6 separate regions of the Mus musculus genome follow, and all the other regions are linked to region 3. Evidence: chromatin contacts called from public ChIA-PET, HiChIP or PLAC-seq and promoter capture Hi-C data. All regions are on one chromosome and are shown on one strand. Each heading gives the region's core, a stretch centred on a gene start, on an enhancer-like site or on the middle of the called end of the contact. The rest is flanking DNA. Distances are from core to core; before and after follow the strand shown. Region 1 holds the start of Mpc2 (mitochondrial pyruvate carrier 2). Region 2 holds the start of 4930523C07Rik (RIKEN cDNA 4930523C07 gene). Region 3 holds the start of Prrc2c (proline-rich coiled-coil 2C). Region 4 holds the start of Rcsd1 (RCSD domain containing 1). Region 5 holds the start of Cacybp (calcyclin binding protein). Region 6 holds the start of Tbx19 (T-box 19).

The links. Promoter capture Hi-C pulls out the DNA fragments that hold promoters and counts their contacts. ChIA-PET counts read pairs in DNA pulled down with a chosen protein or histone mark. HiChIP or PLAC-seq counts read pairs in DNA pulled down with a chosen protein or histone mark.
Region 1: a contact with region 3 is called in a promoter capture Hi-C map of pre-B cells, with 10 times the contacts expected there. The contact joins the promoter of Mpc2 here to the promoter of Prrc2c in region 3. A contact is called at or near these places in 4 of 39 promoter capture datasets (cranial neural crest, hippocampal neurons, liver and 1 more) and 1 of 9 other capture datasets (liver).
Region 2: an RNA polymerase II ChIA-PET map of memory CD8 T cells shows a contact between it and region 3, with 2.8 times the contacts expected there. The contact joins the promoter of 4930523C07Rik here to the promoter of Prrc2c in region 3. A contact is called at or near these places in 3 of 484 Hi-C or Micro-C datasets (CD4 T cells, CD8 T cells and regulatory T cells), 1 of 115 datasets of contacts at active chromatin or transcription factors (memory CD8 T cells) and 1 of 9 other capture datasets (liver).
Region 4: a contact with region 3 is called in a promoter capture Hi-C map of pre-B cells, with 4 times the contacts expected there. The contact joins the promoter of Rcsd1 here to the promoter of Prrc2c in region 3.
Region 5: a contact with region 3 is called in an H3K27ac HiChIP or PLAC-seq map of thymic regulatory T cells, with 12 times the contacts expected there. The contact joins the promoter of Cacybp here to the promoter of Prrc2c in region 3. A contact is called at or near these places in 2 of 39 promoter capture datasets (liver and pre-B cells), 2 of 484 Hi-C or Micro-C datasets (embryonic stem cells and natural killer cells), 3 of 115 datasets of contacts at active chromatin or transcription factors (astrocytes, embryonic stem cells and thymic regulatory T cells) and 1 of 9 other capture datasets (liver).
Region 6: a promoter capture Hi-C map of hippocampal neurons shows a contact between it and region 3, with 5 times the contacts expected there. The contact joins the promoter of Tbx19 here to the promoter of Prrc2c in region 3. A contact is called at or near these places in 2 of 39 promoter capture datasets (hippocampal neurons and pre-B cells).

Annotation. Positions count from the first base shown.
Region 1 is chr1:165,458,966-165,463,016 of GRCm38.p6, forward strand. Mpc2 (mitochondrial pyruvate carrier 2) reads left to right here and starts at 2,295. Exons shown (of 5, transcript NM_027430.3): 1 at 2,295-2,546. The coding sequence starts at 2,438. Dcaf6 (DDB1 and CUL4 associated factor 6) reads right to left here and starts at 1,498. Exons shown (of 19, transcript NM_028759.1): 1 at 1,166-1,498. The coding sequence starts at 1,262.
Region 2 is chr1:160,042,719-160,047,307 of GRCm38.p6, forward strand. 4930523C07Rik (RIKEN cDNA 4930523C07 gene) reads left to right here and starts at 1,662. Exons shown (of 3, transcript NM_001162896.1): 1 at 1,662-2,035. Gm37294 (predicted gene, 37294) reads right to left here and starts at 1,599. Exons shown (of 2, transcript NR_168324.1): 1 at 1,430-1,599.
Region 3 is chr1:162,737,432-162,742,011 of GRCm38.p6, forward strand. Prrc2c (proline-rich coiled-coil 2C) reads right to left here and starts at 3,125. Exons shown (of 35, transcript NM_001081290.1): 1 at 2,894-3,125.
Region 4 is chr1:165,705,084-165,709,558 of GRCm38.p6, forward strand. Rcsd1 (RCSD domain containing 1) reads right to left here and starts at 3,011. Exons shown (of 7, transcript NM_178593.3): 1 at 2,808-3,011. The coding sequence starts at 2,813.
Region 5 is chr1:160,211,474-160,215,654 of GRCm38.p6, forward strand. It overlaps Cacybp (calcyclin binding protein), which reads right to left and starts at 1,419. Exons shown (of 6, transcript NM_009786.2): 1 at 1,174-1,419. The coding sequence starts at 1,194.
Region 6 is chr1:165,159,432-165,163,628 of GRCm38.p6, forward strand. Tbx19 (T-box 19) reads right to left here and starts at 1,342. Exons shown (of 8, transcript NM_032005.4): 1 at 935-1,342. The coding sequence starts at 1,131.

The DNA.
Region 1 (4,051 bases), core at 1,045-3,544, 2.7 Mb after region 3:
TTTTCATTCACACACATGTAGGGTGCACATACAGGCACTAGTATTTATATATGTATGCATTTCTAAGAAGGAAATAAATCAAGGAAAATAATCACAAAACAGAAACATTTCTAGGGGCAGTGGCATGAAATCCAAATGGGACCGATTCTGGGACTTCTGCTTTTTTGTATTTAATTCTTACAATGATAACATTCATTTAAAAACATTAAAACGCACACCTAGGCGTCCTTTAAGCAATTTACAGCCAGTAGTATTGGCTGTAATGAGATTTCATTTCTTTCTATTTTTGTTGTTAGTAAAAAAAAAAAAAAAAATGACAGCAACAAATCGCTTCACTTGGCAAAGAAATGACAGAGTTGGGGGGAGGAGGCACTTTGAAGAAACAGGACTTTTTAGTTGACTCTGGCATGACCCAACACACTCAACAAAACTCACGGTACACAGAACGAAAAAGGTGGAACCCTGCGTCCACAGTCCTGAAGGTTGTTTTTAGAAAGCTTAACTAAGAAACAGAAAATGCCAAGTGTGTTTTCCAGGGGTGGGAACAGGAACGTGAAACCTTACACCACCTAAAAGAGGTCTACGGGACTGACAGCAGGCTGGACCTGGGAAGGCGCGGGGGTGGGGAGGGCTCCGCGATCTCTTTTAGGTTTGGGCTAAGCGCCACGGTTTACAGCGAGCCCGGCTGGGGTGTCAAGTCCCTGAGGGTGGTCAACAGCGTCTCTCTCGGGCGACATCTAACCCCTTGCGGAAGCCGAAGAAGAAGGTGGACAAGCAACACCTTGAGGTCTTCGGCTGAGCGGGGACAGCTCCGGAGAAAAGCAAAAGCGCCAACTTTGGCGTTCAACGTGGCATCTCCGTAAGGCTCGCGGAGTCTTCTCCGGAGTCCCAGCCCACGAGCGACCCCAACACCTTTCCGGGCTTAGTGCCGCCTCCCCACGGCCCGGCTCTCCGAGGGAAGCCCAGCTTGAGCCGCGCCTGGCAGCTTGCAAAGGGGACCCCGACCTTAGGAGGAGCGGGCGCGGATCGCCGTCATCCCACCTGAGACCTAGCCTGCGGGGCGCCCCGGTCGGGGCTCGGTCCGGTCGCCAACAGCCCCGGCGGCGCCCCCTCCCCCACCTCTGGGCGGCGACCTCAGCGCCGCCGCCCCGGGGCCCCCGCTCACCCAGGTAGCGGCTCCTCAGCCGGGACGGGTCCTCCAGCCCAAGGGACCTTTTCCTCACGTCCCACAACAGGTGCGGGCAGGAGCCACTCCGAGCCATGGCTCCGCAGGGGCTGGGGTGGGAAAGGGGAGACCACCGCGGGGGGTGGGGAGGGGAAGAGAGGGAGGGGACAGGCCGATCAACACCCGAGCGGCACCAGCACCATGCGCGCGCCCCGGGGCCTCGCCGGCGCCGCGACTCAGAGGGCGGCAGCCACGGCCGCGCCTTCTCCCCGGGAGCGGAGAGGTACCCGGGCCACGGCTCGCCTCATACTCTCCTCAGACTACCCAGAACATCTAGAGATCGGCAACAGTCCCCTCCCTCGACCCCCCTCCCGCGGGAGGCGGAGGCGAAGGCGGAGGCGGCCGCGAGCTCCTCCCTCTCCTCCCTAGACCACGCCCCCTCCCGGCCCTTCTCGCGAGAGGATGCACACGGGCAACAGAAGCCGCTGTGCGTCACGATTGCCCTCACCCTAGGAGAGGAGCTTGAGGGCGCTCTAGCCTACTCCTTAATGGATTGGAGAGGCATGACGGAAGCCGCTGAGGTTGTCTTGCTCACGCCTCTCGAGTCAAAGGAAAAAACCGGGCGTGATGACCCATGCATGCAATCCCAGCAGTCGGGAGGCTGGACCATAGCGAGATCCAAGCCAGCCTGGGGTACACAGCGAAGACACCGACTCAAAAACAATAAGTAAATAAGAGGAAGTCCGACAGGTATCCAGCGTCATCTTCAGTTCGGGAGAGGGAAGCCCAGAAAGCTTATTAGTCAAAGTGAGGGACCGGGCGGAAGTGCGGCTTCAGGTTCCCCTCTCCAACATGGCCTCCAGGGCCGGAAGGAGATGATTTCTGGCCACGCCTCTTCCGCTCTGTGAGGCCAGCCAATTAGAGCAGGCCGTTAAGCTTGCGCAACGCCTCGCCCGCCTAGCTCTAGCGGCCCCAGCACGGCGACCTCTGTAGCACCTGTTGCCATGACTCCTCCCCCTCGGTCTCCCCAACCCGCTCGCAGGAGGCGGGCCGGGGCGGGCTTTTGCTGAGCTCCGCCCCCCTGAGCCTTTGCGGGACTCGGCCTCTAGGTGCTTCACCTCTGGCTGCCAGAGCCGGGGAAGGGCGCCCTAGGGCAGAGGCGGACGCCCCAGCGCTGCAGAGAGAAAGTGACGAGCCGCCCTTCGTTGTCAGCCAGGAACGCGGACACAGCGGCGCTCCCACCCTGCTGCTGTCGATCCCTAGGCCGCCGCGATGGCAGCTGCCGGCGCCCGAGGCCTGCGGGCCACCTACCACCGACTCATGGATAAAGTGGAGTTGTTGCTGCCAAAGAAATTGAGGCCGCTTTACAACCACCCGGCAGGTAATGAATCCTGAACGGCTCGCACGGAGATCGTTCCTCTCCCTCCGAAACCGGGACATTAGAGGCCCTGTGACAGTTGAGTTGCTACCGGAATCCCAGAGCCCTCATCTCGCCACTGAAGGGAATCCATCAATTCTCCTAGTCTTTCACCTTGTTTCATCTTAGGTCTCTTTCCAAAAACCGAGTATCAGCACCCAGTGCCCTTGTTGACTTTTGATGTCTTCGCTCCCTTAAACACTGCTCACACTCCCGACCTCTCCTCCAGACTTGAACCTTACTTAACTCCTGAGAGCCACGAAGGGGTCTTGGGCCACCATGAAACCCTCCTTCTCCTCCCCTTTCTCCCTCCGTGAATTTCTAACGCACACGTGGGGTAGAGCTGAAAAGGTGTCTGTCTGGTCTCAGCAGAGGGTTTGGAGTAAAGGTCATACTTTAGTTCCTCTTGGCAGAGGCCTGCTAAGTGAGCCCTCCCCAAAATTGGACGCTCCCCACCCCCATCCCCTTCCCCTTCCCGGTTCAGTCAATGTCAACCTGGTTCCATAGACCCAGTATAATAAGCCAGTCATTATGCAATCACTGACCAGGTTATATCTGTGTTTTATGTGGGCAGATATGAATACAGTTCTGTTCCACCGCTCACCAAGATGTGACCTTGGGCAAAATTCTATACCTCTGTCTTAATTCATATAAAATGTATTCAGTGTGAAAATCAAAAATAACATATGCTTGATTCTTTGAGGATGTTAGCTGTCACAAGTACTGGATAAGAATTCTTGTAGTTAAAATAATTCTTTAAGAAACTGGAAGGCCCCTGTCCCTCTAGCTCTTTATCACAGTTATTAAATTAGTTTATTTCTAATACAAAATGGGTGATAGTAATACTTGGGTGAGGACTAAAATCTGATTATATTATGAAGTCTTTCAAGCATAAAATTGAGCAAATAGAAAAATTTACTCACAGTGGAAAAATGGAGTTGCTAACAAAAAAGTGAACTTTGCCTTTACATAGATTAAATCCATAGTCTACAATTGATATTAGAAAGATTTAGTTCTGTTTGTTTCTTTGTTTGTTTGAGACAGCGTCTCTGTATAGCCCAGTCTGTCCTGGAATTCAGCTCTATAGACCAGGCTGGCCTTCAACTCAGAAATCCACCTGCCTCTGCCTCCCAAGTGCTGGGATTAAAGGTGTGGGCCACCATGCCCAGAGGAAGGTTTAGTTCTAAGGGATGAGGCAGTTCTCTAGAGCCTGGGCTGGTTATTAAATCTGGTGTCCACTCTAATAACAGAATGGTCTATACCTCTGCATAGATGGTAATTTTAACACTTAATGGCATTACTGCAGTATGAAAACCATTATAAAACTTGTTTTAAGGAACTTTATTGATGAAGTTTGTTTAGTTACCTATTAGTTTTTACATTTTTCTGCTTTGTTATGTTTTATGGCAGAGATTTTCAGAAGATAATAATTTGACAATCTATGTAATGATCAGAATGTTACAAAATCA
Region 2 (4,589 bases), core at 412-2,911, 2.7 Mb before region 3:
TCTGGTTTTTGAAGTGCTGAGCTCATGGTGACTGCCTTAGGTTCTTCATTTCTCTGTGTTGTTGTTGTTTCTGGAAAGCATTGTGACCATCAGCCTAGCCTGTCCATAAAGTTGTTCAGGAAAGTATTTTCCACTGTCTTCCCCCCTGCTCAGCAGGTGTTAACCCAGAAGTTGTCCATAGAAGCCACTCTCTCTCCTGATGATGATATGGTGATGAGGGATAGGCTGGACTAGATAGAACTACTCAGACTCAGATCTCAACTCCACTATACATTAGCAATGACCTTGCAGAAGAAAGTTACTCCCCATCCTCAGGGGAAGGGGGCAAATTACATCTCACACAGGTCCGGTGTAGGTCCTGGGGGAGACTCGGTCTCCAATCACCGCACCGGGTTTGCACTTAAGGTTTCCTGTCATTCCCCAAGCCTGTCTTCCTCCAGCTCCCTGGTCCATTAGACCCTAGACCCCTGCTTCAGATTTGACACACAATGGAAGCCTTCCATCCACCACTAAATTGTTGGTGGAATCCATCTATAGCTGTCTCTTGCTAAAACTGTCTTCTTTCAGAGCCTGATCGTCCCCCTGCCCTACCCACTTAACCGTACTACTCCCACCCCCAACCCCACCCCCACAACAGATCACTTGGACCACTCTTCTTATTATCATTCAAATCTAGATCTATGTAGGGCATAGTGAAACACGTCCTTAAACCCAGCAAATTTCTGTGAGGCCAACCTGTTTCTACATTGTGAGTTCCAGGCCTGCCGGGGCTATATAGTGAGACTCGGTTTCAAAGGAACAACAACAGATCTAGATCGAGTTCTCTCTGTGGGATTTCTGGGGGAAAACCTCTACTTAATCTGCCTTTGGAAGAAGACTACAGGACCAACTATCCTTGGCATTTCTGGATGAATGCTGGGTTTTCTCTTTGGCCTTTCAACCCAGAGCCAGCTGGCTTCTCTTGAGTAAACCGGAACTCTCTTGTTTCCCGGTTGTGACAGTTAGCTTCACCAATCATTTTAATTCAGGCACCCAAAGGCCGAAGGACCCTATGGCTCAGGCCCAGCCACTGGAAAGCAAGCACCAGCTGCGCACCCTCCTGACACCTACAATCCAATGAGTAGAACCTCCGGTCTTTATCATGGCAAGATCTCTCAAGGTCATTCCGGGGAAGCCCCTAGATACTCCACAGCCGCTTCTGCCTATCACACCTTCCCAACTTCCCTGCAGAAGCCTTGGAGGCACTGAGCAAGCTCTCTACCACCCCACCTTTACATTTGGGGGCGGAGTTAGACAAACAAGAGATCTGAATATAAGCTCACAAGGAGTAAATAAAATGAAAAGGGAGAACTTTTGAAGTTAGTTGTCCCTGCCTCCTGCGCTCCTAACATCTCCAGGTAACTCCCATGGAGCGCACACACAAAGATACCTTGTCACGAGGCACCGGGGATTGCTCTCCCTTTAGACACCCCAGCCCTTTTCCTGGAAGGTGACTTTATTCCACAGCACGGGGCTGTTATTTTTTCCTTAGGCCAGGGTTGGGAGTTTACACCCCACGTCTCTGGGAACACTGGCGCGTCTGTGAGCAAAGTTGGCTCTGGCGTCCTGAAGGAGGCGTGCTCGGGGCGGAGGGGCAAAAGAACGTCACAGTGGGGCGGAGTGGGGACACTGGCCGGGAGACCCGGAGGAAGGACACCCGCGCTGCGTGTGCTGTGGCGTGTGCCTCCTAGTTTAAGGTAGGAGTTGGGCTGAGGAGAGACAGAGCCAGCCAGTCAGATTCAGGAAGTTGCGTTCCTGACCTCAGTAGCAGAGCTGGGTGCGGTGAAACCTCAGCCAGGGACGCAGGGGGCGCTTTCCTCCACATCACACTGGTGGCACCCACTGACCGGCAGCGCCGCCTCTCTCCCGGGACCTGGCAGTGGGAGGGAGAGGCAGGAGCAGGGACCCAGACCTCACCCTTGTGCCCAAGTCACTTCAGAGCACCGGAACAGAGCCAGCGGTCCCGCCGGCGGGAAGCCTTCCAACGGACCCAAAGGTGAGTTTCAAAACTTTCTGTATCGCTTTGTGCTGTTGTTTTCAAAATAAGTTTGGGAGCTGCCCCGCTGTGGAAGGGGACTTTCCCATAGAAGAGTGAATCCGCCCCTGAGAGAAGTGAGATAAAGGGGTTATTTCTAAGAAGCCGTTTGCACAGTTGCTTTCATTCTTTCCTCCTAGAGGTCTCTCACCTTCTCTCTGCTCCTGGCCTGACACATGGGCTCCTCTGGAGTTTGGGGTGGAGTTCTCAGCTCCAGTTGACACCAGCTGCAGGTAGGAGCCATTTGAAAAGGACCAGATGGACATTGTCTAAACGGGCAAAGTCAGTATTTGAGATGCTCCTAAAATCATACCCTCTGGGATTTAAAAACAAAACAAAACCAAACAAACAAACAAACTCATTCTAAAAGAAACTATAATTTCAATGGGGCTAAAAGACTTACCAGACTGAAAATGTGGCCTGGAGCCAAGGGGTGGAGTGAGATCTGTATGCCATTCTGAGTCTCTAGAGAGTTTGTGTGACACATTTTTTTTCCTGAACTTTCCCAACTCTCTAAATGGTCCTTGATCTTCTTCCCACCCAGAAAGGTGGATTGGAAAACACAGCAGGTCCTGTTTTGAAGGGCTATGTAGGAATGATTTGTGTAACAGTAGTTAAGTAAATGATAGCCGGATAGCTGTTGTTTTCAACACCAGTCCTGCCTATCTGAAAGGGAACCCAAAGCAAAGACTAGTGCTTGCCCTAATGAACACCAGCCAGCCAGCCATGAGAATCCGCAGGCCTGCTCTGCCCAGTCTGCTCAATGAGGAAGGCTAGGAATGCAGCACCCAAGCCACTCCAAGCTCCTGCCTGCCAAAGCCTTTATGCTACATCCACCATTGGAAAGAGAGAGAGAACCTGGAGCTAATTTTAGGGAATCTTCATTCTGAAGTATTGTTGGGGACCAAGAACAAGTCTTAAATGGACACGGGTGCATCTTGTTCTTAACCCTTTTACAAAGTTTATCAACGCCACCTAAAGAGCCCTGCAACTGAAAGGTACTGCTGCGTTAAACGCAGCTGTGTCTGGTTTGTTTGTGTTTTGTAATTTTTTTTAATTAAATTTTCACATTCTATAGTTATGGGTAGGATAGTTTTGCAAGGGTCTCTCCTAGCTTTGAGCTAAAATTCAGATCTATCAACCACTTAGTCTGATATGTCTTCCCTTGGCCTGGTACCTCCCTTCTTCTGAAATTCTGCCTCCCCTTCTATACCCATGACACCGTTCTAGGAAAGAGGCCCATTACAAAACAACATTTCGGGCACTGTCAACATTTTGCCTACAGAATCAAAAGAGGTGAAAGCCACAGGATCAAACCCAAGAAGATAATAAACAGTCAGCAGGCTTCTGCACCAGTTTTAACGTGGAAGGGGCACACTCATTAGCTAAGCATCACTGTACCTACTGTGTGTTGGGCAATGTGCCAGGGCTATGGAATCTAAGGCGATGATGTAGTTTGTACTTTCAAAGAGCCACCAGACTGGCAAATAGACACTAGGAAACAAACCACAGTTCAGAGCAATGTACATTATATAATAGTAAAAAGTGAAACCATACAAAGGATGGAGCAATGGTCGTCTGGGAAGACAGCACTTCAGAAGTGGTGCACAATCAAGATCTTGAATATGACTAGCATTTCCCAGGGAAGAGGTACTGTGGGCAAAGAAAAGGCTTTCCCGAAGTCAACACAGGAGCAGCATGGAATGGGGATTTGTCCTCTCCTGCCAAGAGCGGAATGTCTTTCAAGGCATACTAAGCCATTATTAGGTAGTGGAATGGTCCTCTCAGATTTGTGTTTGGAGAAAGAATTACTGGCCAGATGAGGGAAGAAGAGAAGTAGGGGAGCTACATGGGGACATGGACACTGAGGGATGTGGGCTAGGGAGATAGCTTAGGCTTTCCTGGGATACCCGGTAAAGGAATTCCTAAGACTGTGACTTAATCCTGGATTAATGGAGCACAAGCATGACTTATCTGTTTAACTAGGTGAGTGAATCTCTAGGAATCACCTCCTCACTTAAAAAGGAGGATGAGGAATGTTTAGTTCAGTTGTAAGGTCTGCTAACACCTCTCCAGAATGTTAGTTACCAGACCTGTGTGAGGAACTTGTCTTCATTGGAATGAAGAGAACGGCCTGCTGAGGCTGCTTGCAAAACCTGGCAGAGTCACTTTCAGATCTGGATGCCAGCCCCAGGTCCAGAGCTTATGTACTTGGCATAGGGGCAACAACAACACAGGAAACAAAAATCAACTAGACATGTGTGTGTGCTCGGTACCTGACTTGATCACTTATCAACTGCCCTTGAACAAATCTTTGACTCACTCAGCTTCGCTTCCTTCATATTTAAAACGGATAATTATTACACACCAGGGTGGTGGTTAGAATCAGAATCCAATTGAAAAAGTAAGTAAATTTAATGTGCTACATAAAATTTAAGGCTTTATAAAATGTGAGGGTTTATTATTATTACCTCTTGAAGCTACCTAAACCACATGGTGTGTGTGCTCAGGACAT
Region 3 (4,580 bases), core at 1,875-4,374:
ATATATGCCAATATCTGCCAATGAAACAAAAGTTGCTTGTTGAACTTCAGTAATAACCTCATTTGACTGGCTCTTCTAGCAAAGACACAGGCTCCTAAACATGACTGTCCTGCTACTAAACTCTAGAATAAAATGGTAAGTGGTACAAAGACAAGTTTATAGTTAGCTCTAAAAGGAAAACACAACACAAGTGACTCTAAAGAATTCTTAAAGCCACAAAGAAACTCTGATTGATACATCTATGGTATCACTGACCTAAAAATGCTGTGACTCAGGAAACTAACATTAACTCAGAATTCTTAGCAACAATTAACACATACTGTGTCACTCCACTCTAAGGCAACAAATAAATCCTGCTTTTCTGAAGTCAAAGTGTTTTGGTCAGAACTTGGGTATTAACTGCAGGCTGCTTTCCTTGTGGGATGCTTTCTGCTGGGCACGGTAGCACTCACCTTTAATCTCAGCACCCAGGAGTCTGAGACAGGAGGATCTCTTGAGTTTGAGGCCAGAGCCTGATATACAGAACTCCAGAACAGCCAGGGCTCTGTAAGAGAGCCTTTGCCTCAAAACAAACATCCCCCAAAACAAGAGGATTCAGTTTCCTAAACATGTATGTAATTGACTTCTTTTGCATTTTATCAATGATGAACTCTTAGAAACACTAGTTTCTTCTTCCAGGACTCTCCTGCTTTCCCTTCATCTTTAGCTGTCCTTTTACTTACTATCAGATATCAGAATGACAGAAATTACATAAAAAGCTACCACCTAGCTAACTAATAACTGGAAGTGGGGGTTTGGGGGTAGCACATAGACTCAAGGAAACAGTATTATATTCAAAGACATTGAAGAAATTCTGCACTTCATTCTGAGCTAGAACTGATGCCAGGGTTATTTACTATACAGAGCACAAAGGAGAAAGTCTTATGAAATAAAGTGCAGTATGTAAATGTAAAGAGGAGTGGAAGAGGAAAAAGAAACTACTTACGGATCCAAAGACTTAGGCTATTCTGAGAACAGATTTTACTGCTTGAACACTAGTTTCTTCTTCCAGGACTCTCCTGCTTTCCCTTCATCTTTAGCTGTCCTTTTACTTACTATGCACTAACCACAGTAACAAGAGCATTACTCAGTCTTAAATTCTACAGCAAGCCTGAGAGGTACTGATATCATCTTTAGTTTATAATGAAGGGATGGGCTCACAATCACTTCTCAAAAACAAAACAAAACTGAACATTCACAAGCTCTCACTACGCAGCCTAGGCTGGCCTCAAGCCCATTTCTGTCTTCCCCTAGTCTTCCTATGACACCAAACAGACACTACGTTTACATCTGGCAGCATTTTAACCTTCACATGTAACAATGTTCAAACACCCAAGCAAGCTAAAGAAAAAGTACCAGTTAAAAATGTGCCTTATTTTAGCAACAATTATAAATGTACAAGACCAAATGAACACTTTGATAGTTCAGAGCATCCCCTCTGGGTTTAGAAAGTATGGCTTTGACTACAGCACCACTACAAATTTGTGACCTTGATCAAATTACTTCGATCTCTCAAATATCTTGTCCTCATCTGTAAACCAAGTATAAGAGCTCCTTCCTCAAAGACTAGGATCAAAAAGGATAATGTATATAAAGGTCTTGAGAGCATACAGTTAGAGGTTAAGTAATGAGAGATCAGCCAGCATTCTATGTTCTTCACACACACCTACAGACACCCCCCCCAAAAAAACCCAAAAGCTTATTATGACAAATTCATCCCAGAAAAATCATATAAAAACTTCTTTTCTATATGCAAACTCAATCTATTTCTAATTTTTGGAGAATCAATGCATTTGGAGCCAGCCAGAAAAGATGCTGCAGTGCATCTGTGACACACACCTAAAAATGGCTCCAGCCAAAGCAGCATCTTAATGACCAACATGGAAGCTTAAATCTACTTTTAAAAAATGCTAGAGGTCAGACGTGGTGGCCGCTTCATACCACCCTCTCTGTAACGTCTATTAGCGGGAATTGACTCCTGAGCACTCGATGAAGCAAGCATCTTCCGATTCTTCTGGTGCATTCCCAAAGAGAAACCCTAACAGGAGGGCCGCCTACTGTACAATTCTAAGTATCCTGCTGGGGTATGAATTTATGAACCGAGGTTGAAGACCAGCCAATGCGGAAATCCGGGTAGTTTTAAGAGTCAGGAATTACTAGGCAAGTTGGATCCCCCCACCCCAAAGATCTTGAACACACTTCAAACAAATATACATCCCCTTTAAAGAGATCAGAGCGGTCCTTATATGCAAAATCAAGCAAGAGTCCTCACTGGCTCCCATGCTATTTTTCTTCGGTCTTAACTAGGGTCTCTACTCTAGCAACCAGTAATACTAAACGCTCTCTCTGAAAATCAGGCAGCAGCCGAGCCGTATTCCCACAAATGCCGGGCTGGAGCGGCCTAGAGGGAGGAAAAGACTACTCAAATCCTCCAAGAAGTTGTTCAGCTTGTCCCCAGCGGAAGTGGGGTTCGTTGGTCCTGGGTCCTGGTAGAGCCTCTACGACCGCCCTGGACTACACACCGCTGGCTGCAAACGCCAGCCATCACCACAGGAGCATCCGCAGGCACTAAGAGCGCTCGGAGCCGCCACGGGCACCGTCCTCCACGCCGTGGAAAAACGGCGCGCGCAGGCCCCGCGCGGGCGGAGGCTCCCTCGGCCATCGCAGGGCCGCCCCGCCGCAGCACACGCCGCGCACATGGGCGACGAGCCCTGCTCCGGATCTCCGCGGACAGCACGACGCCGGGAGCCCAGGGAGAGACGCCGCGGGCCCCCAGGCCTGGCTCCAGCGCCCGTGCCTTCCCTCCCTCCTCCATCGGGCCTCTTCACGGTCCGGACGCCCTCGCTCTCCTTACCCGCCAGGGTTGAGAACCAAGTCTGCGCGCTTCCAAGGGGCTCGCCCCGGACGGATCAGGGTCAGGGGAGGGGAGATTGCCTCGAGAGACCGTCCGCAGGGCCGCTCGGTCCCGAAAGCCCGAGCCACCGCCGTACAAACCGCCAAAGCACTTTCGCTACCTCCTGAGAGGGTGAGAGCGAGCGAGAAAAAGAAGCAAGATGGCGGCTAGCCAGCCCCTACGTGCTACGTCATGACGTTGCGTACGTAAGGCAAATCTCCGCAAGACCGCCCCGGGGGGGGTGGAGGGGTTGAGGCTGCGGGGTCACGTGACAGCCTCCGCCGCTTCTCGACTGCGGCGGAGGGCAACGCTACCTCCTACTGGAAGGAGGGAGTTCGTCAAGCAGAGCCATTTCGGAGACAAAGCTTTTCCACCTGGGAAGATTCCAAAAACCTTGAGCCCTCCGTGAGGAATCACGACTTGGTTTGTCTCCGTGCATTGACAACAACTGATGGAGGAACATAAACGTTTACAACCTGCGCTTTGACCGAATGTTCTTAGGGGGGGGGGGGGGGCAAAGTGAGGGGCCATGGTGTGGTGGCAATTTGAGAAGACCGAAGTTACCTCGGAGTGAAAAAAATAATCCAAGTGTTAGGGACAAAAGCGACTGGCGTGCTTTGCTGAGGCCACCTTCGGCATTTGTAATTTTGGTGTAAAATAAGGCACTGTTTATTTCTGACTCCTCTGGCAATGTTTACCTCTTGGAACAACTACCTAACAGAGAAAACTAACAGTTAAGAGTCACTCATGCAGGCCGGGCCGTGGTGGTGTACGCCTTTAATCCCAGCACTTGGGAGGCAGAGGCAGGTGGATTTCTGAGTTCAAGGCCAGCCTGGTCTACAAAGTGAGTTCCAGGACAGCCATGGCTATACAGAGAAACCCTGTCTCGAAAGCCAAAAAAAAAAAAAAAAAAAAAAAAAGAGTCATTCATGCAGATGTTTACTAGGTAAGTGTATAGTAGAGACAAGGCAGTACCCGAAGTGAGGAAGGAAAATGATAATATTCTACCTGGGGGCTGAGCATGTACCTCAGTGCCGCGTAGTATCTTGTCACATATATGCAAGTCTCTAGGTTTGGTCTTCCTTTCCCCAACGGAAAGAAGGTAATCCACGAGTATGTGATATTTCTCTACTTTATGAGATATCTATAGTGTATAATAAATCCAAAGATTCTTGTCCTGGTCTGAGTAAACTCCTCCGCTTGCAACTGGCATGTATTCATGGGGTGATACCACAACGTTAGAACAACCATAAAATAATAGCGCAGTAACCACAAGTAACTTCTTCCCCAATTGACATTTGTGATCATTTGTTTTAGATTTTGTTTGCTTTGCATTTCTGGGGCTCGAATCTGGGGCTTGCCTTCAACATGTTAGGCAAGTGCTAATCCAACTGAACTATAACCCTTAGCCCCTTCAGAGACCTTCCAAAATGAGACATAATTTGCTGATTGATAGAACAGGACAGAGAGAGGCCTGTCTTTTCACCAAGAAAACACCTTGGTTATTTTCCCACAATCCATTAGAACCAGTCTTCTGTATCCTGGACTTGAAGTATCTTTCTTGAGCAATGCAGGATCCCTCCAACAATCAAATATGCTGACATCTACCTGGTTATGAGACTGACATGTACAAACAGAATATTAATTC
Region 4 (4,475 bases), core at 1,761-4,260, 3.0 Mb after region 3:
CATGCAATGTGTGGTGCTATGGTTGCTACCTCATACAGACTTCTCGGTTTCCTACTGTCTGTGAGGCAGAATCCAGGGCCATTCTTGAACCGCCTTCAAGGTCTGAAAATGGTAAATTACAGGAAGGTAGGAGTTGGGAGCACAGCTAGGGAAGGAGAAAAAGGAATGCCTTCTAGGGGGCTTAGATTTTGGCCCCCAGTGGCTACCTCTCTGGGGGAACCTCACTGCTTCCACGACTTTATCTTGTTACTTTCACTTTTTTTCCTTTAGGGATCCCCCTATTTGCCCCTGCAATCAGCCATTCTGCCTCCCTGAAGGAAGCCAGTGTATTCTCCCTGTCCCTACATCTCTCTTCCCAGTCACTGCCTTTCTCTCAGGGCTTCTGAGCAGCATCTACTCTGGCCTATACACGCCACGCTTGCAGAAGCATTCATTAAGCACACAGGGACAGGATGTGTGAGTCTCATTTCCTCGATTGGATTGGGAGTGTTAGAAAGGCACAGGTCAAGTGCCATCTTGCTTTTGTTTATTCCAGGGAGGTCCCTATAAGGCTGAGGTGTGATTAATGTGGCCGAGACAGTGGTCACAGGGATTTGAAGATTTCCCTAACATTTGCGGTAGGCAAGTGTGGGGTAGAGCCTGAATGTGGTTAACCGGCCCTGGGTTGAATGCTCAATATGGGGACATGGGGCAACTCCATTTCTTCTCAAATAAATAAGTAAGATTGGAGCTATGGGAGGCCGATTTCAGGGCTCCCATAGCTCCAATCATGCGCAGGTATTACACCTGTCACTGACTTTCACTTCCTAGCTGAGAATCTCGTAGCCTCCTCTGTCTTCTGTTTCCTCTTTACTTCCTTTAACAACAGCTCAGCTGCTACCTGTTGTGGTGTTTCGCTTGTTTGTTTGGGCTTTTGTGACTGGTTCTGGAAAGGAACTTCAAAAACAGTCACCGTGGGCCCTCAAGGCCATGGCACACCTCAGGGTGAATGGGTGTAAGCGGATCTGTCTGGCCTTCTGGTTGACTAGGCAATTTCCCTGTGCTGGTCCAGCCTTTGGCACATAGGAATTTGGCTCTCTCCATCCAACCCTTTTCCGCTACTGTGTATATCAGCTTGTAGACAGGAGGGCCTTCTCTTTTCGTGCCTCCCGCCTACCAAGCCACACAGGAAGTTGCTGGGCTGATACTTTCAGGGCCTTGGACTCCCTCTGTTTCTTCCTCAGCTGAGGGAGGAAGAAGTGGGCCTGGGAAGGGAGCCCCTTCTGTGTTTCCCTAGATTAAAGTTAGAGCTTGCATTGGGGGCCTTCAAGCAACACCTTGCTTAAGTCCAGCTGGGCTTCCATCCTGTGTCCATTACAGCTCTGTTGGCTTCTGGCTTGTCACCAGAGGTACCCTGAGCCCTCCTCGAGGAGGGGGCTCGTAAGTACAGCAGTTTCTTTATGAACCTCTCCCAGGTCCCCCCTCTGTTTCTCTCCTCTGTCCTGTAGCAGTAGTCAGCACAGAGAATCCTATTGCTTTGAGTTTGCAAGGTCTTGACCATCTGTAGGGATCCATCTGGAACGCTTTGTGGTCTAGCTACCCTAATCAACTGCTTCCTGACTTGCACAAGTCGCTACAGAGAGTCCATCTCAGACCCCAGCCCCCCAGGTACTCAGCACTCCCAAGTGCCCAGAATGCAAAATGCAACCTTGCTACTTTAGGACAACTGGTTGAGCTAAATATGCAGCCTTGCTATTGTTCTTTTAGAGCAGACAGTGAAGCTCAGAAGAGATGAGCGGACTCAAGCCTGGAAGGGATTGAACTTCTGTGCCCGGGATCTCCGCAGACCTTGGGCTAAGGAGGAGCTCTTTCCTTTTGAGTGGGAGGAGGAATCACCTTTAGGCCTGTGGGTTTTCATCTCCTTTTTTCCTCTTTGAAAATCCCAGGTCCTACTGAGATTGATTAGAATACAATAAAAGGTCACAGTTTCTTTTTCTTTCTTTGAGTGTGTGACCCTGGGAGTTGAACCTGGGGCTTTGCCAATGCTGTGCCTCTGAGTTCACCTGCAGCTGGTCTGGGTTTGAAGGGAAACATTTCTTTGGAAATCTATAGACCTGGAGGAGGAAGCTAGATGAACTAGCTGGATGGAAAGTAGTGGCCAGTATTCTCCACTGAGGTTGGAGAAGCGCAGAGAAAGTCTGGGACTCGCCCCTGCAAACCTCTCAGATACGGCTACCACACCCCAAGGTGCACACAACCTCAGGAGGCAGGGCATCTTGGAGAGCCTCTAATATCTCAGAAATAAGTTTATCTGATCGGCGGCAAGGGAGCTTTTCAGAAAGTTTTGAAAGAAGATGTGACAGAAACAAGGGGCATCAGAAGTAAGAGAACAACTGGTCGGAAAAGCCACACTGCAATCAAAACGGGAAGCCATGCGGGCAGAGTCCCGGCTTCAACTGCCAACTCTGTTTCTCAATGCCTGAGTCAGGGTTGCTGGAGTTTTGTTTTGGGGTTCTTGGTTCACACCTTTATCCGTTTATGACTTTAGTTGTACCTAAGTTTTATTTTCTAAACCCCCCCCCCAAAGCACGTATGTGCACAGTCAGAATACCTGAACCCCTACAAAGGCCCCTCCTTCGCCTGAAGTCCTTTCCTGACAAGCCCACGCCTGCCCACAGGGGTCTCCGAGGAGCAAGGACCAGCCTTTCTCAACTTGGCCTACGCGACCTTTCGGCTGCGTGCTCCCTGCTGAGAGCAGGAACGGCGACCTGGGCAGGAGCGCTCTGACCTCCCTCTCCCCCAGGCCCGTGTCCCCGCCGGTCTTTTACCTCCATGTCCTCCAGGTAGTCTTCCTCCGGCTGCGGATACGCCCGCTCTCTCGGGTTAAGAGCCCACGATCCCCGCTGTCCCCTCGGCTCCCAGCCCGGGTCACTTTCGGGGCTGTAGCGGGCACAGGGCGAGTGGGCGGCGGCGCGCGCCTGGCTGCACTCGGCTGCGGGACTGCCCCAGCTGGGGGCCCTGCGCCAGAGAACGAGGAAGGAGGAGGAGGAGGGAGGGAGGGACCGAGGGACGCAGGAGGAGGGGAGGGGAGTGGAGGGGAGCAGAGAGGGAGGCCGGATCGGGGTTTAAATTTAGACACAAATCTAAACAGATACTGTCCCTCCCAAGGCAGGACTCAAGAGCCCGAGCCGCCACGACTCCATTAATCTGCCCAAACATGGGCTGGGCAGCGCCGCGCCCCCTTTCTCGCGGAAGTTTCTCAGGACCCTGGGCTTTGCACTTTTTTCAGACCACCTCAACTCTCCCTCTTTTAGCCTGCCTTCTTTACTTTCCTTGTGCCTCAAATTAGAATTGCCTTTTCATCCTTTTTCTCTTTGCCATTTCCTTCTTTTCATACCAATTTTCCCAGCCTCCGTTCCTCCTCCTTCTCCCTCCCCCTCCCCCCATCCTCTCCTGTATTACTTAACCTAATACCTGGCCTTCCTGTGTTCAGTAGCCTTAGCTTTGATACCTCTTTTCCTGGATTCCATTTGCAGGAAACAATTATCAGTCTGTCCATCTATTATCTATCTGTGTATGAAGAAGGAGAGGAATCCAAGCAAAGTTTCCCCAAGTTTCCTGCCGCATGCAGCAGGCTACTCTTCTCCTCTGCTCTGATGCATGCAGCTTAGGGGGTTGTGGGAATATCTGCTTCGACATGCTGCTTGCTAAAGGACCTTTTTCCCATTCCTATTAAATATAGCAAAGGGCACGGTCCTAAACATCCAATTCACATAAGGCCCCCGCTTAGTAACTCTCCCCAGGGAATGTCGGTTTAAGGCTGCGTGGGAGGGATGTAGGGACTTGAATCTGTGCCGAGGCCATTGTCTGCTGCTACTGGGTTATAGCTCTGGGTGTCTCTTCAGGGTCCCATTTCTTCAGGGAATTGGCTGATAAGGATGCCTGTGTGTCTTCTTACAGCATCCTTCAACTTTGTACTCCAAACCCAGACCTGCTATGCAAGGGAGAGAGAGAGCCAACACATTGGTGGACCATAGCACAGGGCATTGGTGCTGCCCCTGTGCAAAGAGCCCAAGAGAAACCACTACCACAAACCAGCAGAGAACTCACCCACATTGCAAAGGCTGCCCCGACTGCTTCTCATCACAGTTGGTCTATAGATCTTGACGTCACAGGCCTTCTAAATCTTACCTTGTAAACCATGAAGTCAGGGCAGCCTCTGTTCATTGAACTCAGCAGCATATAGGGGCAAGACCTCTGCTTCAGAAGCAGGCAGAGGGTGAGATTCTAGTCCGATGCTTTCTAGATGAGTTCCTTTAGAAAAGCCTCTTATCTGATCTTCATTTTCTGCATCTTCTCAGGGTGGTAGATGCTTGGAAAGAGCAGCTATTTTAAAAGCATGTAGCTTCATTACATAGTTCAGATGGACAAGAGCCCCATAATCCTTTTATTTAAGAGTCAGGGATTCTGGATTCCAACGAAAGAGTCCCCTGATT
Region 5 (4,181 bases), core at 169-2,668, 2.5 Mb before region 3:
CAGTATTCAACCACCCAAAGGAATGCCATACTGATACCACGACTGAACTAGAAAATCCTAAGGCTCCAGCCTAAGTAGATGGAGCACCTACAATGGATTTCTATTTAAGGAAACGAAAATAGTCTGCAACTAGGTAACACTGATGGTTGTACGACAGAAAAAGTTGAATTTCACATCTTAATATGATTGAATAAGGTGAATTTTAATCTCAGAAGAAAAACATGCCCCTATATGCATAGCTCCAAGTCTAAAGTCCCTTCTCTTTTGGAGACAATTAATGCTGCACAACTGTTAAGCCACCCTCTCCACTCTCCCAGTGAGCACGTGGTGCCTGCCTATCTTGTCGCAAGATACCCAGATGAATACTTTAACTTCCTAATTTTTATGTGTTTAAAGCCCATGATTTCTAAGTGAGGGAGAAGTTTCCGAAAAGCAAATCTTAACAGCCAATGTTTCTGTGAAAACAATATGTCAATCACATAAAACCTGTATTGGCCAAAACCCGGCAATTCAATTACTCTTGCTATGGAGACCTCGAGGATCCAAAAAGTCAAGTCATTCACATTCATTTTTTACAAATCTAAAAACACACGCCAGGCAATTTCCTAGTCGTACCTACTGCTCAATTCCCAGTAACTTTTTAAAAATTGCTTTTATACATAAAGACTGGGGGTATACCGGAACGGTAGAGAGCTTGCCTAGCGTGTGTAAGGCCTGCAGGTCCGCCACTGGCACTGCTAAATAAAAACTGAAACCATAAGCACTGTCCAGGGCGTTTAGAAATAATACAGAGAATGTATGTATAACCACCTATAAAATGAAAGCGGTGACCATGACTAGTCATGCGGGCATGGGAATTCCTTCCCATGGCCCCCGGCCCGGAGCTCAGAGCTTTGCAGGAAGGTTTCTGATCCCTGGCCAGGAACCGGGAGCCGAGAAGACCTCAGGCAATGGAGAGAGGGGACCGCCACCCGCGAGCCTACCACGAACCGCGCCAAAAATTGGGATCCAGACACACCCCCGACCTTCCAGCCGCGGCCGGGACACTCAGGCCCAGGCAGGCGGCGGCGTAGAGGCCGCGGGCCCGCGACGGGGGCAGAGCCGAGGACATCAGCCCCGGGAAAGCAGCCGCCGCCCGGCGGCGCGAGCCGGTGGGTCCAGGCCGACCCCTACCTCTTCCAAAACGGAAGCCATGCCGTCGCGCGTCAGACCCGAGGCCGGAGCTGCAGCGGTGCACCGAAGCAGACAGGAAAAGCCGAACACGCCACCCACGAGCGTCGCAGCGCCGGCAGCGAGCTCCACAGACCCGGCGCGACACGGCGGCCCGCCCTCCGCACGAGACGGCTCTGGAACCTTCGCAAGGCTCCACCGGAGCCTCCCAAGGCCCCGCCCCTCCGAGTCTAGTCCCGCCCCCAGGCTGGTTGCCTAGCAACGCTCAATTCTCGCGAGCGATCGAATGCTCAGGAGGCGTCCAGCCACTTCCTTCCGCCCCAGCGATTGAGACGTCGTTCCGCGCCGGCAGAACCGGGCTGCGCAGTCGCAGCTCGCAACCGCGGCCAGACCTAGCCCCGGAACTAACCTTCAAAGGTTTGGGGACCCGATAGGAAGTGTCTCGAGAAGGGCTGCTTCCGCTGGTGCGATGCGGAGTTGCCAGGCCGCCATCTTGTCTTCGGCAGCTCTGAGGTATCGGGAAAGAACAAAGGAGCGCCCCCAAAGAAGCACAACTACCATCAAAAAAGGACGGATTTGTTAAGGGAGGAAGGCTCCTAAGTAGAACAATGGCTTTAAGTGGGCCTTGGGTTTCTGGAGGCGTCCTGCGTCTAGCACCGTTGACGTGGCGCCATCTCGTGGGACTGTAGGAAGGTTGCACGGGCTTCCTGACTGGCTCTGGGCGCCGTGGTGGAAAGCGGCACGGTTTCAAGTGGCCGAACGCTCCATTCTCCCTTGCCTATATGAGCTCTTGATACGAAGTTTTCCACTGCCTTCGCTCTTTACTAGCGGTTTATTTTGTATTTTCAGCAGGGTTTGGATTGAGTGAATTTCCACGTAAAATGTGGAGGAATTCTTAGGACTTTGGGTTGCAGCAGCCCGGATTAGTAAACCCCCAGCGTAAAACCGTTTTTCAAATTATCTTAATTATGACAGCATAGAGACGTCCATAACACCCAGTAAACCGAGACAGAAAACAAACAGTACCCATTGGGAGGTAGAGCAATCTGCTGTCAGCTTACAGATGCTTAGGGGAGTTACTAGCATCAGCAAGTCAAGGAAAATGCTGCTACACTACACTTTATATTAATGTAACATTAAGGCATGCAACCTGTACGAACTTCTCACACAAACTTGCACAAAATGACAAGTTAGACAGGGATGTATGTCGTGTATAGTTGCAACTTAAATAAAAGTCTCAAACCACCAGTCCCATGGCCTATAGTGATAAAAATAAAAACAATCCTTTTCTGGAGTGGACAATGACAGAAAGGTGCCACCCTTTGAAGTTTATGAAAAGGTGAAATAAAAAGGAGGAGGACATGGCTACTTCTAAAGTATGGAGAAGATTTTTTTTATTATTTTTAATTTTTTTTTGTAGCTATAAGGAAGACAGGCAGAGGGAAGGGTCCAGGTCGAACATGACTGTTAGACTAAATACAACATAAGAGCAAGAGGGGCCTTGAACCTGTAAGAGTCCATGAATGGTCTAAGAATCATACCCTAGGCTCAAACAGTATGTAAACGCACAGAGTGTTTTATTCTGCAGAAGTCCAGCGGTGCTGGAGTCTCCCATTACCAGAAATAAAGAGTCAACCAAGTGAGCTTGAAGGCCTGATTTAATGCATGTTAGGAGATTCCATTTATTCCCTAGGGGATGACCTCTAACCCCATTTCTATCGACATTCCATTACTCGGGCATGGAGACTAAAAACTGTTGCTGAAGAAGTCTGGAAACTGGTGCCGACCCATTGTCCTTGCCTCAGGCCAGGTGGTGAGGCAGCTTCTGCGGACTGGCCTTACCCAGTCAAACGGTCAATTTAAAGCCTGTCATGGAGTCAGCCTAACCTTCTCAGACCAAGAGAGGCTGACTCAAACAAGAGACCTAAGTAGCAAAAATGGTTGAGTTATATAGGGACTGGTTTTGGCACAAGACACCCCAAGTCCAAATTCTCAACACAAAGATTTATTTCCTCTAGTGGGACAAGCAACAGATAGAGGCCTAGGAGAAGCAGAAAGGAGCAAGGTAGAGAGTGAAGGGCTATTTGTCCTAGAGGGACAAAGGACTGTCTCTGATTAAGAGAGGAGTCCAGGTTGGGAGAGAACAAAGGAGCATCCCCAAAGAAGCACAATTACAATAAAAAAAAAAAAAGAACAGATTTGTTAAGGGAGGAACACTGGCTTTTAAGTGGGTATTGGGTTTCTGGAGACATCCTGCTTTTAGCACCTTTGACTTGGCACCATCTCCTGGGACTGTTAGAAAGGTATCAACTGGCCCTTAGGCAGTTTATAAAAGTCAAATGCCCTGTTAGGATGAGGTGTTTCATTTTAATTGGTCATGTTTATTAGGGTGGGAAAGGGGGGCTTTTTGTTGCTGGATTTAAATACTTTGATAGCTGGACCTTGATAGCCTCAGGAAATGTTCAAAAATGGAACAGACCTTGGTGGCTGACTTTAAAAATGTGATCTAAAGGTTTTCAGTGGGCAGAGGGTATAGGGGAAAAGAGCAAGGCCTGCCAGAGCCACGTGTGCCATGCTCATGCTGGCTAGAGTCCCTTCAGGGATCAAACTGGAAGAAGGGAAACAGAAGCCCAGACTCCAGGAAAGGGAGAGGTTTAGGGTAGAGGGTTGGGTGAGGAGTGCTGGGAGGACTCACAGACACTGAGACCTAGATTTCTTAGAAACCTAACAGTATTATTATTTGATTTGGGTATAGGTTACAGTGGTATGAGCTGTAAGTATAACATTTGTGTGGTTTGGTAGTTTATACCTAAGGCCTACGAGGGAGCTTTTCAAGGTGACAAGTGTTACTATTGTGGAGATCCCATCAGAGATGACTACTCTGATGCAGTTTATAGCCAATTGAAAGTCTTTAGTCCAGCTGGGCCTACACTTGGGTATTTAGGATCCTAGTGTAGCACTGCGTGTTTGTAGTAAGGGAGGCAAAAACCATGTCGTGGTAGCTCAGAAGT
Region 6 (4,197 bases), core at 92-2,591, 2.4 Mb after region 3:
ACCAGAAATTGAAGGCTTTTTATCAACGACAAAAGTCAGCCTGAGGTTCAGCTAATTTCAACTTTTCTCTCTAAGCAAAATTTCTCTCAAGGTGTAAGAAAAAGAGTCTGGGCTCAACTAACACTACTGAAAATGTCCTTCGGGTACTTTGTGTCCATAGGTACCCAAAGATGTGTGAGCATGCAGTGGGAGTCTCTTTCAAAACATTTGCATCTCCTCTGCTAAGCTCAAGCTTTAAAGTTCCCTCAAAGGCGCCTAACAGGCTAAGCTTCACAGGATCTGAGAAATGCCAGCAGGGAGCGGTATGGACAATCCCCACTCTTTGCAGGGAGAATGAAAGAAGAAAACTTCTCTTTCCTAAAACTGGGCATTAGAGCTTCATTCCCTATTATACGCCAGCTTTCCTAACTATGTGAAACACACAATCGAAACTCATTCTCCCTCAACATGCACAAGGAAGCAGGCAGAGAGAGATAGGCCATGTGGCCCTTTCAATCCCAGTCTTCAACTAGTCAAAATCGTCTGACAGACAGGTGTGCTGTGCTTAAGAACAAACTATCCAGTTTCCAAATAAAGTCAACTTTCACATTATCTGAACAGGACTGAACACAGGTCTGCTCCAGGGGACACAGTCATTCAAAAATTAATACCAGTTTCTGACAGTTGAGTCCACTTCCCCAATGCATGGGGCATGCTCCCCTGCAAAATAATTCCCCATATAATACATGTAGGTAAGACAGGTGGCCTCCATCTTCCACTGCTCTGATTATCTCAAAGAAATTAAGTTGGCTGAGTGACGGCCAGCCGAGACTGTCTTTAAGATGTTCAGAGCCTGCTGCCTCTGAACGAAGAGTGGTAGCCTCTTTACTACCAAAGGTGTCTTACCTTCCTCGCCAAGCAAAGGCTAGCACAAGTGGGCTGCAGTCAAACTCACCTGCCGTTCTTGGTCACGATCATTTCATTAGTGACTTCCTTGAATCTCTGCCAGAGGGGAGCATCCTCCAGGATGATCTGAAGTTGCTTCTCTGTAGGGTCTCCCTTCTCCCTCCCTGCCTGGAGCTCACTTTCCACCACGTTAAGCAGGCGAGACACAGTGCCTTCGCCAGCCTTCTGTGTGGCCAGTTCACTCATGGCTGTAGACCCTTTCAAACTTTGCTGAGAGCCGTTCCCACTTTCTCTGCCTCCGGCTCCTTCCTTCCCTCACTTGCTGGCTTTTCGACCCCAGCTGGTCAGTGTCTGGGAGTAGAATAAGATGCCTTGGCTCTTGCTAAAGCTTCCAGTGTGACACCCCTGAAAGTCTCCAAATTATACCACCAACCTGTTAAGCTTCAGTTGGGGAGCAGGGAGGAGAGGGTGGGGGGAGGTGGAGAAGAAAAAGCGCTCTCTTAATTACTCACTGGATCAGGTGGGAGTCAGCCTGGCTTTCCCATTGGCCGCCCTGCCTACAGTAGACGTTTAAGAAGAGTACTCCATCCAAATTATCAGGCTTTTATCTTGTTGTACCTGAAGAGGTCTAATCGGTGTATTGAGGACCGTTTTCCCGTTAATTAAAATTATTCCAGGCCCGGACTGCAACAATCAGTCAAATCATGTCTGCGTATAAATTGTGGCATGTGGCACCTATAGAAAAGGAGGTGCTGGCAGGGGAGCCACAAACTTGCTGTCTGGGCAAGCTGTCCTGGCAGAGTAGTCAGCTGAACTCCCTCCACCCTGATCTAGCAACTTGAACAGACACAGAAGCCCTGCAGACAAGAGCAGTCTATGCTGAGGGTGAAGGGCTCTGTGCCAAGATACAAGACCTGAGAATAAAGGAAGTCTCTCTGCATGCTACACTCAAGAAACTGAAGTCAGGAGGAAAAGAACTACAGACCTCTTTCCCCTAGGGAGCTCCTCTGTCATCTCCCCACTGACTGTACCCACCCACATTCACACCCTTTTTACCTCTAAGGTCCTTTTCATTTTCAGCTTTGAACTTTGATCTTCCTCCCTCGAATCCAGACCCCTAGTCTCTCTTATCTCCAGTCCTAGTGAAAGGAAGGGGGAAAGTAATTTGTCCTGAACTATTCTAAGAAAAACTCTGCGCCTCCTGGGTGGGAATCAACGTTTTACATCATTGGACTGAGTGATGCTAATCGTTGGTCCAAAAAGGCTCCCAGTTCTCTTTTGGGACAGCCGTGGCCAACGCTGTCCTTCCGGATTGAGTCCCGCTATTCCCTGAGGATGTAATTAGTAGAAACGGTTACTTCTCCTAAAGACACAGCACAGGGTGGCTGGATGGGGAGGTAGAAACCATGAAGGAGACCATCAAAACAGCTGGAACACCCCAACCCTAGGAGAGCCTAGGGTGCTGGTTTATCTTGTTATAAAAGAAAACAAGAATGTCAGAGCAATGGGGAAATAAAAGCAGAAAACTTAGGGGGAGTCTGAATGTGGAGGATGCCAAACATGAACTGAGTACCTACTAAGCACTCCACAGAAGTGATAGAAGAGAAGCGATATCTTCGTAGAACGACCCATCTGACAGGGGAAAGAAGTGACATGAAGTAGTTTGGTTATCAGCCACGGTAAGAAAATAAAGATCATGCAAAAGGACGAAGTGGTGGAGGAAGCCATGCAAGGTGAGGCGGGGCTGGGGTGGGGAGGGTCCTGATTAGATGCTGTGCTGTAGAAAGGCGATTTGAGAAGGCATCTCAACAGTGACGGAAAGGACACAGAGAAAGTTGAGTATCCAGAAGAGGGGACCCAGTAGTCATGGCTAGGACCAGGCAGGGACCTGCTAGAGGGCAGAGTAGTAGGACTCACTGCTCAAGGGGGAAATGTGGGCAGCACTGAACTGGGTATGAGGGAACCAATGTCTAGCATGATGAATTAGTCCACTTACTGAGGCAAAGAAGCTGAGGGGGATGGGGACTCAAGCAGAGCCACACTTTATTTGGAAATTGATGTTGCAATTCTATACATATTTATAATTTTAAAACGTGGTAGGATATATACTGACCCGAAAGATAACCACACCCTGACCCACAGAGCATATATCACCTCACACAATAAAAAGGTACACTGAAGGTGTGGTTTAAGAAGGGATCTGAAAGCCTGCTCCCAGGGTCATGCCTCCTCGAAAGAGGCCATACCTCCTAACCTTCCCAAGTGGGTCACGTAATCAAAGCCTGAAAGTTAGCATGTATCTCTGAGAGAGAACATGTGGCAGTTGGTTTTCTGGCTCTGGGTTACCTCCCTTGGAATGATTATTTCCGGTTCTATACGTTTACCTGCAAGTTTCATAATCTCATTTTTGTAGTTTTCTTTAAAAAAAAAAAATTCTTGTTTAGTTCCATGCCTCGTTTCTAAAATCGGGTTGGGTCCTGTTCAAACCACCCCCACCCCTTTTTGTGCCTAAAAGTTGAAGCATGCCCCCTGATTTCTCCCCCGTCTGATCCAGAATATCCAGCCTATCCTGATCCACTTGAATCTAGTTTTGTTCCGGTGACAGATGAGGGTCTGCTTCCCGTTCTATATACTATCCAGCACCTTCTGTTGACGATGCTGTCTTTCCTCCAGTGAATATTGTTGGAAATCAGGTGCTTATAGGGATGTGGACTTATGTGTAGGTACTCAGTTCTACTCCATTGATCAATGTGTGCCTATTTTTATGCTGATACCATGCTGGATTTTAATTAATATATATACTATCCCTTGAAATCCGTAGTGATGATACCTCCGGCAGTTTTTGTTTGCTTTATTGTTCTGGGTTGTTCGGCTATCCAGTTATTGTGTTTCCTTCTGAAATTTAAGATTACTTTTTTTTTCCATAAAAAGAAACTACATTGCAACTTCAAGTGACTGCATTGCCTCTGCAGTTTGCCTTTATAGGGTGACTTTTTCACAAAATTAATCCTACTGTTCTATGGAGTATGGGAGGTCTTTCCTTCTTCTGTTTTGTTTTGTTTTGTTTTGTTTTGTTTTGTTTTCTTCAATGTCTTCCTTCAGTGTCTTAAAGTCTTCAATGTACAAGTCTTTAGGTTCCTTGCTTAGATTTATTCCGAGGTGATTTGGGGTCCATTGTAAACAAAATTGTTTTCCTAATTTTTTTCTCAGTGTAGTTCCGTTGGTGTATAAGAAAGTCACTAGGACTTATGTGTTAGTTTTGTATCCTCCTATCTTGCTGAGTGTGTGTATCAGCTGTAGGAGTTCTCTGAT